Regions from separate parts of the Salmo salar genome. Here region 1 is linked to region 2. A link is a contact called in public Hi-C data. All regions are on one chromosome and are shown on one strand. The core of a region is the stretch at or near the end of the contact, and the rest is flanking DNA. Distances in the headings are between cores, read along the strand shown.

Region 1 (5,934 bases), core at 409-2,908, 130 kb after region 2:
TGCTTGTCGGGCGGGAGGGTGCGGGCAGCAATCAGTTGAAAAGCATGCACTTAGTTTTACTTGCATTTAAAAGCAGTTGGAGGCCTCGGAAGGAGTGTTGTATGACATTGAAGCTCGTTTGGAGGTTTGTTAGCGCAGTGTTCTAAGAAGGGCCAGATGTATACAGAATGGTGTCGTCTGCGTAGAGGTGGATCAGAGAATCACCAGCAGCAAGAGCAACATCATTGATTTATACAGAGAAAAGAGTCGGCCCAAGAATTGAACCCTGTGGCACCCCCATAGAGACTGCCAGGATGATATAGGTCTATAACAGTTTGGGTCTAGAGTGTCTCCCCCTTTGAAGAGGGGGATGACCGCGGCAGCTTTCCAATCTTTGAGGATCTCAGAAGATACGAAAGAGAGGTTGAATAGGCTAGTAATAGGGTTTGCAACAATTTCGGCGGATAATGTTTAGAAAGAGAGGGTCCAGATTGTCTAGCCTAGCTGATTTGTAGGGATCCAGTTACGTGTGTGTGTGTGTGTGTGTGTGTGTGTGTGTGTGTGTGTGTGTGTGTGTGTGTGTGTGTGTGTGTGTGTGTGTGTGTGTGTGTGTGTGTGTGTGTGTGTGTGTGTGTGTGTGTGTGTGTGTGTGTGTGTGTGCAAATGCAAGGTGTGTGTATGTGGGTAGCCTACATACCTGTGTACTGTAAACAATATTTATTTTTTAAACAAATTATCTTTGGTCTGTTGGTCCACCTCCCCTGCCCACTCACACGGTATAATGCAGTAAAAACCAACTCCAACCAGAAACTAAGGGGAGGAGGAACTCAAGACGGTCTGAACACAGAGACATTTGGAATAGATCGCCCATTACCATAGTTTCTCAGACGGATGGCCTATAAGACAGGAGCCTTGGACTTTATTTAAATGAAACTGTCTGAGAGGAAATGTAATCAGGAGAGCCATATACAATTGGGAGTGAAGAGCGTGAAGACTTTGGCTAGGTGCTATGTCAATAGAGAGGGGATAGATAAATGATAAGCCAAACTCTGTCTCATGTAATGTCTCCCCAAGATGACTGTTATAACGTGTTATAGCAAGGCTCAGTTGTCTGGTTGGTTCTGCTTTTGTGGGGCACTGCTTATGTGTGTGGTTTCTCTCAGGTTTTCCTAGGGCCTATCAACTCTCTGTCCTCTCCTCTCCAGGTTTTGATGGTAAATTTAGATACAGTGTGTGTCATATCACTGAGCTGGACTGTATCGAGAAAATGTCAAGATCAATCTTTCCCTGTAACCAATCAGTGTTTTTATTATGACTGATATGTACATTGTCATACTGTCACAGTATGGCTATTGCCACAAGGTTACAAATTAGAATAGGCGTGACCAGGAAACAGGCACAAGCAGTACATCAATAAAATCGAGTTCCTCTGTAATAATCAAGTTGAATGAAAAGTTGATATTAGATTATGATTACAATCATTACAAATCCTGCACAATATTCTAAAGAATGTATTTGTTTCAATTACCAATATCGCTCGAGTAGCCTATATAAATTATTGAAGCGTGTTTAGACTATATTGAATTGAGGATGTTTTGCAGTGAGCTCCCCTAAACGAACCAAATGGTTTGGTCTGCCCGTGCCCTCTGCTGCTGTACGTCCTATTATTCCGACGTCAGCACGAGAGAGCGCAGAGAGGAGGGGTGGCGTTGCGTTGTGGTTGGACGTGTGTTGACTGGAGCAGTTTTTTTTTTCATCTCACATGTAAGTGCCAATTTGCTGCTAAAGTTATCATCTCTAAATGTGTATAGTGTGACAGTTATTGAATCCGTTATGGTGCAATACTACGGCAATTTTAGACGTAACAGTTGTTTCTTTCGCAAAACCACGTTTCATAAGTCTTGGTTTATAATGACACAATCAAACAGGACTTCAAGCGCTGTCAACCTGTGTCTGTTTCAGTGATGCAGATTGTCACTATTCTAGCTCGCTACGTTATACACTTATATTGTATCAATAGCCTTACGAATGGATTGTATCGTTCAGCCACATGTTGATGTTGTAAATTTGTTACACTTCTAATACTGTAACGTTTCCTTGTCATGTCATCGAAGGAAGTTGCTTGCTTACCATATGAAGGAACCCTATATTTTTATCTCCATCTGTGCTATTTGTTTGGTCAATAGTGTAACTTATACACTGTAATATCTGCTTTAATGTGTTAGTAGCTTAACATATTAAAAACACTGCAAACATCTTTTATTCCTGTGATAATTTGCTGTTTTGCTCTTGTCTCAAACGCATTAAGAAATAAATAAATAAATAAAATACATTCCACAAATTAACTTTTAACAAGGCATACCTGTTCATTTAAATGCTTCAAAATAGCCACCCTTTGCCTTGACGACAGCTTTGCACACTCTTGGCATTCCCTCAACCAGCTTCATGAGGTAGTCACCTGGAATGTGTTTCAATTAACAGGTGTACCTTGTTAAAAGTTAATTTGTGGATTTTTTTTCCTTAATGTTTGAGCCAATCAGTTGTGTTGTGACAAGGTAGAGGTGGTATACAGAAGATAGCCTTTTTACATTTGAGTCATTTAGCAGACGCTCTTCTCCAGAGCGACTTACAGTAGTGAATGCATACATTTCATACCATATTTTTTGAATATATATTTTTTAAATGTTTGTACTGGTCCCCCGTGGGAATCGAACCCACAACCCTGGCGTTGCACACACCAAGCTGGCGTGGCAAACACCATGCTCTACCAACTGAGCCACGGGGAATAGCCCTATTTGGTAAAAGTCCATATTATTGCAAGAACAGCTGAAATAAGCAAAAAGAAATTAGTCTATCATCACTTTAAGACATGAAAGTCCGTCAATCCGGAAAATTTCAAGAATTTAGAAAGTTTCTTCAAGTGCAGTCACAAAAAAAGATCAAGCGCTATGATGAAACTGGCTCTCGTGAGTACCGCCACAGGAAAGGAAGACCCAGAGTTACCTGTGCTGCAGAGGATAAGTTCATTAGAGTTACCAGCCTCAGAAATCGGCAATTAACTGCACCTCAAATTGCAGCCCAAATAAATGCTTCCCAGAGAGAGCGCTTAGTGGGACTGTCATTTGTTTTTCAACTGGATAATCACCCAAAACACACCTCCAGGCTGTGTAAGGGCTATTTGACCTAGAAGGAGAATGATAGATTGCTGCATCAGATGACCTGGCCTCCACAATCACCTGACCTCAACCCAATTGAGATGGTTTGGAAATCTGTTCTTTGGTCTAATGAGTACACAGAGTGAAGGAAAAGCAGCCAACAAGTGCTCAGCATATGTGGAAACTCCTTCAAGACTGTTGGAAAAGAATTCCAGGTGAAGCAGGTTGAGAGAATCCCAAGAGTGTGCAACGCTGTCATCAAGGCAAAGGGTGGTTACTTTGAAGAATCTCAAATATAAAATATATTTTGATTTGTTTAACACTTTTTGGAATACTACATGATTCCATGTGTTATTTCATAGTTTTGATGTCTTCACTATTATTCTACAATGTAGAAAATAGTGCAAATAAAGAAAAACCCTTGAATGAGTAGGTGTGTCAACTTTTGACAGGTACTGTGTATAGAATGACAAAGCTGTAAAACATTATCCTAAATATAAACCATCAACTTAGTGAATACGATTGATGTTTAGAATGAGGGTTTCAGCATGAAATATCCTTTTTACACACTTATATTTATTTTACTATATCAGTACTTATTTTTTGTCAATGTTTTGGCATCAAACTGGTGGCAGTTGTGAAAAATGTCAATAGTTGGAAGAGTTGCAGAGTTAGTTGAAAATAATGCCGTGTGTGATGGGATGTATAGACATTATGGACAGTGTGTGGATAGAATATGTAGTATATCTGAAGAATATGTGGATAGAATAATATATGTACAGCAATAGTTGAATAGGATGGCCTTGACTAGAATACAGTACATACATATGAAATGGGTAAAACAGTATTAGAGTGACCTGGGTTCCATTATTAAAGTGACCAGTTGTCCATGTGTATGTACATAGGGCAGCAGCCTCTAAGGTGTAGGGTTGAGTAACCGGGTGGTAGCGGGTAGTGACGGTGACTAAGTTCAGGGCAGCTTACAGGAGGCCGGCTAGTGATGGCTATCTAACAGTCTGATGGCCCTGAGATGGAAGCTGTTTTTCAGTCTCTGGGTCCCAGCTTTGCATTGACCTCGCCTTCTGCATGATAGCGGGGTGAACAGGCCATGGCTCAGGTGGCTGAGGTCCTTGATGATCTTCTTATTCTTCCTGTGACACCGGGTGCTGTAGGTGTCCTGGAGGGCAGGCAGTGTGCCCGCGGTGATGTGTTGGGCAGACCGCACCATCTCTGGAGAGCCCTGCGGTTGCGGACGGTGCATTTGCCGTACCAGGTGGTGATACAGCCCGACAGGATGCTCTCAATGGTGCATCATCCTTCATAGTATATCTGCGGTTATGTGCATGCCATGGATGGCCCAGAGAGCTACAACACATGACAACTACCAATTGTTGTCCACCATAGTGTATTTTTGTCTGTTAAATAGCTAATGTAATTTCATTTTAGTTGGACACAACCATGAAACAAGTATTTATGTGTGTGAGTGAGTGGGAGACTCTCCAACATGGAATTATTTTGAGGATTAGCAGTTGAATTTCTATTTTTTTCCCCTCCAATGTTTTACAAGAAGACATGGGTGTTAAATTCTCGTTCTACTCTACAAAGAAGTAGGAAAACAAGCATCTATGATTTTAACTGAAGGTTTGTTTGTATTGATCAATTCACTTATTCAACCATTCTGTTTCTGCCTATCCACAAAAACAAACACGCAGAAGCGGCCGGAAATTATAAGTACAGTATCCCGCTATCTGTCTGGTAAGTGGCTGAGAGCATCTCTGCCCCTTCAGGGCGCATCAGACACAGCCATTCATGTCTCACTCCGCTGGTCAGACCACCGCGATGACGCTTGCCAGCCCTCCTCCCTCCCCGACCAGCTCGCTCTCCTCCTCTCTGCTCTGTTCACGTTGTGCCTGCCTGGTCCAGAGCTGCTGTGATTGTGAGCAGGCTGTGAAGCTGCTCTCTCTCTCTGTTTCTGTGATGCTCTGCCTGCTGTGTGGTTGCCCGCGTTAGACTGAGGACCCATGATCTGATCTGACCATGGACTCTGCATCTGTTTATGTGAGTCTGAAACGCCTTCAGAGTGTTGTATTTATTTACCCAGGCTGTCACCTGTCCAAATGAATGGAGCATTTGTAAACAGAGCCTGCCTCCCACACAACATAAGTGCTTGTGTTGTTTAGAAGCATGATAAGAATGTTAACATTGGCATTAATGTATTATGGTATTATTAGACACTGGTAAGTAACTGTGATAGAGGGAGTTATTGTTTGAGTACATACAGGTAGACAGATTGCTGTTGGACTCAAAGCAAATCAAATTGTATTGTTCACATACACATTTAGCAGATGTTATTGCGGGTGCAGTGAAATGCTTGTAAAGAGAACAACTTTCAGTGTTTTGATAGCGATGAATGGATGGGGGAAGAGAAGAAACTGTTTTGACTGGGTTGTTATGAATGGTGGGCAGAGTTAGTGTTTGAGGTGTCACTGTGGAACTCTTGGCTTTGGCTTGTGGTTTCTGGATGCTTATGTGGTTTCATATCTTTAGTTCAGGTAATGAAGGCTGACTGAATTAGATTTATTGTGTGACCATTCTTTTTCTCTTTCAGTTCGAAATATGACCACTAATGTGACAGGATCGTGACAAACAATATGGCGATATAAATCGTTTTCTAACTAACGTAGGCCTATTACTTAATTTTTTAAAAGGTAACTTTTTTCCACATTCTTAATTGATCACTACAATTCACTTGGGTCCAGTTGAATTTCCATGGGCTTGCGTCATTCCCAGAGTGATGTGT
Region 2 (5,688 bases), core at 2,488-4,987:
AACATTTAAATGTATGAATAGCCTATGTTATGATGCTGGTCCATGCCTCAAGCTCTGTCTGTCCCTGAAACGTTTTGGTTGAAAAGACGACCAATTCCTCTAAATCAGGAATATGACTTAATTCACAGTTTAATAGCAGCTAACCTGGATCCTTAATCTACAGAGTATACGACGATGGACAAGCCATTTGTGTACTGAGCCACTCCATTCAGGATAATATTACATGTACTCTCCACTTCAGATAGAGCATCAAATCTATTATTTGTTTCAAACCGAACAGGAGAACGGTTAGAATGGTTACATTTCATTTTTTGGGGGGTTCATTTCACTGCAATTGTTATGGAACTTTCCCTAAACCAGTCCATATGATGACAGCCTGTTGCTGGGGACAGTCATCCATCCTACAGAGAGGGAGTTTAAAAACAGTCTTGTTACTATGTCTGCCTAAAGCAAATGCACATTCATTATATGGTTTAACTTGAACCATTTAGATAATGTATTTGAAGATTTTGTTTGTTCAATCACCACATGACCCTGGCTCCAGGTTAAAGTTGCCCTTACCCATAGATATAAGATCAGATTATCCTGGTAGTTCTAACCTTTACTGTTAGAGAGGTCAAATAAAGTCTAACATCAGTGGTTAGGGGCAACTTTATGGCCACCATTTTATTTTGCTGTCATGACAATCAAGCCTTGTGTGACATGATGTCCTGTTCTGTGTCCAGTATTTCTCTTTTCTGTTTATTTATTTCCATCCAGCTGGTATTATACAGTGCACTGAGTGCAGTAACACGCTCTGCATACTGTAGTGATCTCAGTCCACTTCCAGACTTACTTTACAGTGACTGTTTTATTCATATGCAGGTATTCACACCATAGGAAAAATATATATTTTGAGTTCTCAAGACAAAATGTGTTTTCCCTTTAATGTTAGCATGATTTATCTATAGTTTCACTATTGAATGAACATCAAGCAGGTATTTTCCTTTTGTATTCTTGCACAGTATATCGTTCTGTGATATAATAGTTTCCAAAATGTAAAAATGTGGTTTGTTGAGAACAAATGTATTTGTTCCATGTTAAGTGTACTTAAAGTACCACACCTCTAGTACCACATGAAAATATGTGTACATTGTCCAACAGCAACAAAACCAGTAGCACTAACTTATAACATGTAAAGAAGTCATAAGTAGGTATGTACTCTAAAATTATAGGTGTACTGTTGTAATAGCTGGTTTTAAAACCTGCAAAGACTGTTATTTTGACTTCTGTGAACTGAGCTCTGTACTACATGTATTATCATTCAAATGAGTGCATGTCCTTTTTTTAATCAGAGTTTTATAATATTGCAACTTGCCAGTATTTGCCCTGAAGAAAATGAGCGTTGTTATTGTTTTTGTATAGTGCATTGCTGTGCATGCAATTGCTTATGCATTTTAGTAAATGCTGTACGAAAAATGTGGAGTTTTAATGTTGTGGCTTATAAATGTTATCAGCCTGAGCAATTTCAGTGCATTAACTACTAAATGCAACAAAAACTGTTTTCTATTGTTTACATATGACCAGGGGGGATATGGACAGTGTTTTTTGGTTTGTAAAAGCCTTTGTTTCAAGTCTGTAGCTTTTTAAATACAGTACATATAAAAAGTGTCTTTTCCTGTCGAATGTGATATTGTATTTGGAGAAAAAAAGAAACATATTCCTTGGCCTGAGGAACTTCACCTTTCACACACTAACCAATGAGCCTAGTAACTTGATGTTTTCTGAAGGTTATTGTAGGCAGACATATATTCTACCTCTTAACTTGACAGTGAAGACAACAATTTGATTCCTGTATCACAGCATTCCCTCTCAGGCCACTGGAACAGCAGTTATCAGTGTAATAAACATATCTTCATATATTTAAAAGGTATGTGCTTTTATTATGAATTTTTTGACACTACTCCGGAACACGGATGCCATCGCAGCAGGAGAGGATCCTATTGGATATATCTTTCCAGGGTTGAGGACGATGAGAGTGGTTGAGAGGAAGAAGGCAGCCGTTCTGGTTGAAACTGATAGCACATCAGAAGAAGATAAGAGCACAGACGCGGATGAAGGAAGGATGGCGGCGGCGGATGTGGAACATGGATCGGATGGCGGTGGAAGGAAGAATGGACCTCTGTCCAAAAGAATGGGAAAAGAAGCAAAGTTGGGATGGGAAAGAAGACACTTAGTGTTGATAATACCTCATATCTGGTGGGAGTCTGGTTTCTGGGAGAATTGGAGCCCGAATTGTCAACTCTGTTGGTGGAGAGAGGTATGGGTAAAGTGGAGTTTGGTGAGGGTCACGAGGAGTGGGCTGGTCTTGATTTTTTGTGTTTCTGCTGGAAGTGTGTGTTGCTTATCAGGTGAATTGATTACCATGCTGTGTAATGCTTTGAGCTAAAGGAAAAGTACCTTTCAAGGTGGTATTTCCAGGCCGTTGCAGTGTAAACGGTGTAGAATGGTTGAACATGGGCCTCCCAAGTGGTGAAGCGGTCTAAGGCACAGCATCGCAGTGCAAGAGGTGTCACTACAGACCCGGGTTCGATTCCGGGCTGTGTCGCAGCTGGCCGCGACCGGGAGACCCACAAGGTGCCGCGCAATTGGTCCAGCGTCGTCCGGGTTAGGGGAGGGTTTGGCCGGCCGGGATGTCCTTGTCCCATCGAGCTCTAGCGACTCCTTGTGGTGGACCGGGGGCATGCCCGCTGACTTCGGTCGCCAGTTGTACAGTGTTTCCTCCGACACATTGGTGCGGCTGGCTTCCGGGTTAAGCGAGCAGTGCAGGGTCGTGTTTCGGAGAATGCCTGGCTCTCGACCTTCGACCTCTCCCGAGTTCGCAGCGATGGGACAAGACTGTAACTACCAATTGGATATCACGAAATTGGTTGGACATGTAGAGTTTCTGCAGGCAGAAGAATCCAAGATGTGGAAGTTGTGGCAAAGAAGCTGTGAAGTGTTGCAACTGTGGTGGAAAGCATGTAGCTACATCTTTGGAGTGCCTGATGAGCGTGAAAGAGAATTTCAGGGCCGTCCAGAGCATTCCACATGCAGAGGCTGTCAAAAGGTGGAGGGAACGAAAGGTACTCATATGAATTCCATGGTGTTGAATAGGCCTTCAATGCATGCTGCATAGTTGTCTTCCCACCAGCAGGATCCAGCGATGTTAAGTTCAAAGAAGGTGGACTTTGTTGATTATTTTTGGCAATGGTGATCAAGGGTACGGCTAAAGTGGAGGGAAAGTCTAGGAAGATGGACATTATTGTGGATACGGCAGAGTAGATCCTGGGAGTAAAATATTTTTCAGGGTAGGAGTTAGATGATGCGCTGTGACAAGCAGTGATACCCTCTCAGGCCCCAGAGCCTGAGGAGGGAGCTATGGAAGATTGATAAAATGAGGGATTGGGTATAGATCACCATATTGAGTTTCCCTTTTAACCCCCGTACAGTTGGTGGCGGTAATGCACCCTAAACATTGGCTGCCAACTGCCGTTAAACACCACTGAAGAAGAAGACTAACCTTTGGTTTCCACTAGTTATCACAGTCACAAAGTCGAATTGGCTTTGTCACAAAACAATCATGAAAACAAACGTTAGTTTTTGGTCTTAATTTAAGGTCAGGGTTAGCAGCATGGTTAAGGTTAGGTTTAAAATCAAAGTTTAGAAATAGGCAGGGTTTATGACTTTCTGGCTGTGGTAACTAGTAAAGGGCCTTAAACTTTACGCATATAGTTTACGTCATCAAAGAGCGCCTAACTGGAGCGCTGTGTGTCTTTTCCAATTCCAAATTATAACGTGAAAATAAAGACTAAAAATGCCTATGAAAGGAAGATTCCCCATTAGACGAACGCTGGAGTATCTCCAGAAAGGAGAAGTTGTATTGAAAAACAGAGTAAAGATTTTGACAGTAAATTACAACACACATGGACAGCTCAGCGACGGAGCAAGGTCAGTTTGTTATCCTAGCTAGTTAACCTAGCTGTTGGATGTCTTTCAATGCAGAGAGCAATGATATTTCAAAATGATATTTATGTTTCATTGTTAGAATTGTACAGATATGCAATATAAATTGAACCAGTAGTTGCCGAGTTAACAGTGCGTTCAAGACAACTGGGAGCTCAGACTGGGAAAATCGTTTAAAACGGTCATCCGACTGAATTCCAAGTCGGAAACTCGGGCATCTTTCTACAATTCCGACTTTCTGATATGGATCGAGATAGTTGCCAAAAGGTTGAATTTAGGTATCGTAAAAAAAGCGTGAAACGTAAACGTAAAATTTGATCTGTTTTACGACTATTAGATGGGATAATCTAAAATTCAAAGGTCTCCTCTCCCAAGATACTCATGCTAGTCCCTGTATTATCAGTATCAATATTTGTATAGAGAAGTGAGGGGATGGTGATTCAAACCGTAGAATAAACTTTAAAGTTACTGAAGTTAAATAGTCTCCCTCTCTCTTTATGTTTCTCTCTCCCTTCACTGTAGGGGACAGTAATTCATACCGTAGCTCTATTGGAGTTAAGGAGTCTGAAGTTTTTACACAAGTTGAAGCTGGCTTGACGCTGGGCTGAGGGTGTAAACATTGGCATGGATGTTGCTCTCTTTCTTACTAGTCACAGCGACATAATAATTAGGGCTACTAGTAGGGTTGCAAAATTCCAGGAACTTTCAATAAATTCCCTGGTTTTCCAGAAAACCTGGTTGGATGCTACTGGATTTACTGCTTATTCCCGCTTGATTCTGGGAATTTATTTACATTTTATTTAACTAGGCAAGTCAGTTAAGAACAAATTCTTATTTACAATGGCGGCCTACCAAAAGGCAAAAGACCTGCAGAGAAAGGGGGCTGGCATTAAACAAATAAAACATAAATAACCTATAAATATAGGACAAAACACACATCACGACAAGAGAGACAACACTGCATAAAGAGAGACCTAAGACGACAACATAGCAAGGCAGCAACACATGACAACAACATGGTAGCAGCTCAAAAAAATGGTACAAACATTTTGGGCACAGACAACAGCACAAAGGGCAAGAAGGTAGAGACAACAATACATCACAAAAAGCAGCCACAACTGTCAGTACGAGTGTCCGTGATTGAGTCTTTGAATATCTTTCAACAGTAATACAATCAAGGCACGGCATAGTACAGGGAGAGCTCTGCAGTGCTGATTTATGACATCTGAATGTGCATCAGATGGCAACAAGATCATATTATACAGCAATTTCATCAGGTAACATGAATACAAAGCCAGCGAGAGGTGGTTAGAATAGGATGGGAGGCCAAAAGTCTGAAACCAATAGAGAGTCAGAGTCCCTCCAACCAGGGAAACCTCCAACCAGGATTTCTGGAAAACCCAGGTCATTTATTAAAGGTTCCTGTAATTCTGCAACCCTAGCTACTAGTCACAGCTACATAATAGTTAGGGCTACTAGTCACAGCTACATAATAGTTAGGGCTACTAGTCACAGCTACATAATAGTTAGGGCTACTAGTCACAGCTACATAATAGTTAGGGCTACTAGTCACAGCTACATAATAGTTAGGGCTACTAGTCACAGCTACATAATAGTTAGGGCTACTAGTCACAGCTACATAATAGTTAGGGCTACTAGTCACCGCTACATAATAGTGAACCGAATGTAGCTAGTCGAAGTTAG

The links. A called contact is a pair of places that touch in the nucleus more often than the background predicts.
Region 1: a contact with region 2 is called in a Hi-C map of muscle, with 4 times the contacts expected there. The contact joins the promoter of LOC106566626 here to the promoter of mrps25 in region 2. A contact is called at or near these places in 2 of 3 Hi-C or Micro-C datasets (gill and muscle).

What each region holds. Positions count from the first base shown.
Region 1 is chrssa13:22,110,575-22,116,508 of Ssal_v3.1, forward strand. LOC106566626 (transmembrane and coiled-coil domains protein 1) reads left to right here and starts at 1,659. Exons shown (of 8, transcript XM_014134826.2): 1 at 1,659-1,743.
Region 2 is chrssa13:21,978,414-21,984,101 of Ssal_v3.1, forward strand. mrps25 (mitochondrial ribosomal protein S25) reads left to right here and starts at 3,738. Exons shown (of 4, transcript XM_014134839.2): 1 at 3,738-3,969. The coding sequence starts at 3,836. nr2c2 (nuclear receptor subfamily 2, group C, member 2) reads left to right here. Exons shown (of 14, transcript XM_014134843.2): 14 at 1-1,660.